Linked DNA regions of Gossypium hirsutum: region 1 is linked to region 2. Evidence: chromatin contacts called from public Hi-C data. All regions are on one chromosome and are shown on one strand. The core of a region is the stretch at or near the end of the contact, and the rest is flanking DNA. Distances in the headings are between cores, read along the strand shown.

Region 1 (2,700 bases), core at 105-2,604, 48 kb before region 2:
AGCAGTAGCTGATTAAAGCTTATTTACTACATCAGAGTCTAAATTAAGCTTGGCTTGGCAAAGTAACTTAGGGTATTAGAAATTCAGGATGTTTGCATATGGTGTCAGATTCTGAAACCAAGGGCTATTTAGCTGAGTCCAGAATTGATCCTGGGTCCAGTCATTTATAATTTTGGGCAATTGAAGCTCTGCCAATTTTTCATTGCCCACAGGAAATTGCAGAGATGGTGGAGAAACTTTGTTCTCCTTTGCTATTATATCTTTTTTCTCTTCCACCATTGCTTCTTTTTCTTCTTCAATTTCTTTCTTGAAGAATTCTCTGGTTTCAGAAATTGATGGCACCAAATCTTCTTTTGGGCTGCGAAAGGAGATGGTCTCTAAGGATGACAATGGAGAAGAAGTTGTTGTGTTCGTTGCCTCCAACTCTTCTTCCAATGCTGCTCTTTGCTCCAGTACTCTCAAGGAGGTAGCTTTCCTGTATATCTTGCACAAAACTATGTCCTGCATTCAATCATAGAAGAATAAGACCCAAGACCTTCCATTTAAGTCTGCTAATGTAATTTAAGCAATCCTGTTTCAATGCAAATTAACTTAAGAAATAAAAAAAAAAGCTACCTTAGGCAAGGAGCAACCATCTGGGAGGCGATACTCGTTCATGACCCAATCAGTCTTGTTTCCTCGTGGAGCTCTCCCTTTATAGAAAACAAGAGTCTTTTTCAGGCCAGTTATCCGCTTTGGATCTGATAAGCTCACAATTTTCCGGTCAGAACCAGTGGCTTTCCAGTACCCATTTTCAGTCGTCCGGTTTGGTCTCCCTCCATTGCCATGCTTCCTATCTCTAGGCACAAAGAAATACCATTCCCTCTCCCCAATCTTCGACAATCCTAAAAAAAAAAAAAGAACAACATCCGAATTAGACATATATTAAACAATCATATTTTCCTATGTGGTTAAACAAACAAATGAACACTTATGTACCAGGCAAATCCCAGGGATCATGGTGATAAATGTTGAGAAATCCAATTACATCATAACGCAACTTGTTGCCGTAAATCATGTTTTTGAGGTAAAAACCAAGGAGTTCTTCCTCTGTTGGATGGAATCGAAAGCCCGGAAGTTCCATCTCTAGGGTGGTATCATCAGAATTGGATTGGCAGGTCATTGAGGTATAAGTATTTTTACAGGGTTTCAGTTTGGGTTAATATTGAAAATGAAATTAAAAGAAAAAAGAAAGTGATTTTGCATGCAAAAGACACCGGCTTGGGTGGATATTTAGAAGGATGCTAGATGAAATTGCTGATTTATAAACGTTTTGGACAAGTGAAAGATTAGAAGTATCTGTTTAAAATGTTGTGATGAAAAGCTTCAAAACTAAGACCAAGTCATCACCAAAGAAAATCATGAAAGAACTTAAAAGTACTGTACAAAATGGAAACTGAAGTCTTTCACAAATGGTGGAACCCACACGCTTATACACAATAAAGTCGCAATTGATTAATCTTTGCTAGATTTGTGTGAGGTAGACCATGACTGATTTCTCAGGTCTTGCTTGACCTCCTTTTTCTTTTTTCGCCTTTTATTTTTGTGAATGTGGACTTTTGCTTGGAAATTCCAAGCCATAATAGTAAGGTTTTTGAAAGGAAATTTCTACCTCATACTTTGATCTTTGAAATAATCTTAGATACAGTGAGAAAGGTAGAATTTTTCGAAATTGAATTATAAAATTTTTAAAAAACAAAATCTAATTTTATTATAAATTAATTTATTATTTTTAAAAAGATTAATTCAAATATTTTCATTTTAAGGTAGCCAAAAGCTACTGTTAGCTCGCCTCCGGTTGTTTTTTAGTCTTCCAAACTTCTACAATTAAACTTGAATTGAATTAATTATTCTTGCTACTTTGTTTCTTTCTAAATATTAAGAACATAAAAGTATTTTATGTAGGAGAATGTTTATATACAATTATTACAACTCTAAAGAATAAAATACAATAATAGAGATTGAAGAGAAAATTAAGTCGCACTTTTTAAATGAGAAGATACACTTTCATAATAATCCGTATAATAAATCTAGTCATTGAACACTTTGGTAACATGCACACATTAGAAAATAGAAGTTTCACCAGCTTTTTTACCAAAATATTATAAAATAAAACAAAAAATTCAAAAATGGTATCTCACCCCAATTAATTACGGGAATTGGCTGTTTAGGGGTGGATGGTGGTGCAGAGGTCACACTACTTATTTTTTCTGACAGTGACATAAATCAGTTAACCAAAAAAATATATTATATTGATGGAGAGTAGTTAGTTGGCAGCACCAAAATAACCCGTATAACCCAACACAACCTGAGATTTGGTGGTGCCTACCTGACAGGCAGCACCAAAGCCTAAAGGTAAACAAAGCATTTCTAATCAGAAACTTGATGACCGCTTAGTTTTAGAGATTAAACAAAACATCTGCCATCACCATTTGCAGTTGTTTTCAACCATGAAGCTGACATTGGAACCTACACCATCAAAGTTGCCAATGACCCCAGAACATTGAACAAGACTCTATTCATCAGGTCTTCCAAGAACACCTATTCATTTAACGAGCTCATCGCCCTGTAGGAGAAGTTGATTGGCAAAACCCTTGAGAAAACATATGTTCTTGAGGACCAATTTCTCAAATAGATCCAAGGTTGATAAAATCTCCTACT
Region 2 (2,700 bases), core at 185-2,684:
CTAATATAGGAATATTAGTTAAGTATAAATATATTTTTCCTTGAGCAACATTTCTTTTATTTAAATCATCTATTATTTGTTGAATAGGTTGACTAGATGTTTCTCTTGTATATTCAGATTTTATATCATTTGTAGCTATATTTTGGATTTTATATCATTTGTAGCTATATTTTCGGTTTTATTACCAAAAATCCTAGTTGTATTTTCAACTTTTTCAGTTCGTAATGTTTACAAGCTTTTGATGCAACAATTAAGGGTGGCTAATCAATTTTACAACTAGACATATTTCAGGGAATTTTACAAGAAACTATGAGGAGTCAATCTCCCCTAAAAATTGAAGATTATAGTATGGAGATGCTTCATGAATTTTATTCCTATGCTAAGTAATCTACAATACAGGAGATTAACAACAAATGCCCTCTGTCCTATTTGTGCGGATGCGGTGGAGTCCAGAGAACATATCTTTCGGGAATGTTCAGTGACAAAACAATTTTGGCAAGAATTAAACTGTAAGTGGCCAAACTTAATTGAAGATATGGATTTTTTGAGTTGGGATACCTGGTTGTTTGAGAATAATTCCTAGAATCAGTGCTGTATTTTTGTTTGTGGCTTGTGGGCGATATGGACAGCAAAAAATAGATGGGTGCATGAAAGCAAAAAGATAACGACGTTAGAAACTGCAAATTTCGTAAGAAATTACTTGAGCGAATTGGATGGGCTAAAAATTCTTTTACCTGTCAAGTCGAGGGTGGAAGAGAGGTGGAAACCACTGGAGAGCCCCTTTGTGAAAATCAACTTTGATGATGCATTTAAAAAGGATGAGCACAGGTCTTGTTCTGGGATTGTTGGAAGGGATTCGAAAGGGAAGGTATTCGGGTCTAGAGTTGTTCAAAATGTGTGGGTTTCTTCAGTTTTTGCTGCAGAGGCTATTGCATGCGCCCAAGCGCTTCAAATGTGGTTGGATCTAGGGGTCATGGCAGTAGAGGTCGAGAGTGATGCTTTATCAGTAATAAAAAAAAAACTACAAAAGGATGAGGATGATAAATTGGAGATCAGTGTTATCATTAGAGACTGTCTTTGGCTAAGTAAAGCTTTTCAGATATGCAAGTTCTTACATGGCAAAAGGACAAAGAATGAAGTTGCAAATCTGCTAGCGACAGAAGGGCTAAGAAATGGAGAACAAAAGGATGAAAAATGGAGGAGTACTTGGTTACGCCGTGGAGATGGTGGAAAGAGATCGTCTAAGGAGTGGGTAAATCTGCTAATGGGTGTTGTTCTATTTTCTGTCTTGCTGAAGCTTGGGGAAGAGGATTTGAAAGCTGTGAGAATTTATGAGATATTTTAACTAGTGTTATCTCAGGAGTCGTGTTTATGTTTAATGTTGTTGATAGCAAAAGTTTCTAGAACACACTCCTATCTTTTGTTGGGTTTGGGCCGGTCTTTAGGAATTGGCCACTTTGTATTTTGGATTTTCTGCTTTGGGCTTTGTTTTATCTTCAATAATAAAATCCAGCTAATTTTCAAAAAAACAAAAAAGTTATAGTAGGACAAGGAAAAGTTGCAGAATTTTAAGGGCATTGTGGCAGCAAAAACATTAGGAGAACTAGAGAAGAAAGATAAGAAGAGTTGAGAAAGAGAGGTGAACAATAGAGAGAAAAAATAGAAAAGGAAAATAAAATATTTAAAATAATTGTTTAGAAATTATATGTATATTTTCTTATATATTTTAGACTTTATATTATAATTTTTATATATTTTAATTTTAAATTTTATATATTTATTTCAATTTTATAATGTTTTTAAAGTTTTATATATTTTATAAGATAGTTTCATGTGACATTTTCTCATTGACCAAACATGCCAAATGGTGGTTTTTCTTCGGCCGAAGTTATCAAACAGTTTTTTTTAGAGTCCATTACAAAATGGACTAAAAACATAAGAAATGCATGGTTTTTTTTTACATTAATAATACATAAAAATAATAATTATAAAAATGGGAAGGAAAGTAGATTATTTACGAGAATGGATCGTTTTGAATAGTAAAAGGTGGTGTTGCTAATATGTCAGGCAACACTACCTATAAAAAAATAAGCTTAATATAATATTTGGTACTTAAACTTGACACTTTTCCTAATCTTGGACTTGAACTTTTGGACCAAATTGATCTTAAAAAAAAGCTTAGGTACCGAATTTTTAAAAAATATATCAAATTCAATTACCAAATTGAGACAAAAAAAAAATTAGGTACCAAATTAAGAAAATGTGTCAAGTTCAAATACCAAACTCGGCTAAAAAAATTTAGGTACCAAACTAGAAAAAAATGTCAAGTTCAAATATCAAATGGTATATTAAGTGTAAAAATAATATTTTAATAAAAATAAATAAAATAAAAATAAAAAAATAATATTTGAATTTAAAAGGGGTGTCTCGAACTAGGGACGGCGCCCTTTTTCAGTTACTTTTTACTTTAATTTTATTTTATATTTTTTTAAACAATTTTTATATTTTATTAGTTTTTATAACTTTATTTTATTTAATGAAAAATGGCTAAGTTTTTAGTTTCATAATTCTATAATTTTTTAATATTTTAAAATTATAATTTTTTGAATATTTAGAATAATGAACAAATTGATAAATTTTTGATAAAATTGAGATAAAATACATTAGGGTAAACGACTTAAATAGTCACTCAAGCTTTTA

The links. A called contact is a pair of places that touch in the nucleus more often than the background predicts.
Region 1: a Hi-C map of leaf shows a contact between it and region 2, with 2.0 times the contacts expected there. The contact joins the promoter of LOC107945090 here to the enhancer-like site in region 2. A contact is called at or near these places in 5 of 34 Hi-C or Micro-C datasets (leaf and petal).

What each region holds. Positions count from the first base shown.
Region 1 is chrD12:5,380,061-5,382,760 of Gossypium_hirsutum_v2.1, reverse strand. It overlaps LOC107945090 (NAC domain-containing protein 6), which reads right to left and starts at 1,354. Exons shown (of 3, transcript XM_016878940.2): 1 at 979-1,354; 2 at 616-884; 3 at 1-501. The coding sequence starts at 1,162. The coding sequence ends at 76.
Region 2 is chrD12:5,331,970-5,334,669 of Gossypium_hirsutum_v2.1, reverse strand. No RefSeq gene overlaps it. Among protein-coding and RNA genes, the nearest start is that of LOC107945088, 18 kb to the right of the region's middle. Within about 2 kb of position 1,434, at least 7 of the 9 cell types and tissues checked have an H3K27ac peak or open chromatin away from gene starts, as enhancers often do. A contact at or near this core is called in leaf, where this site is marked.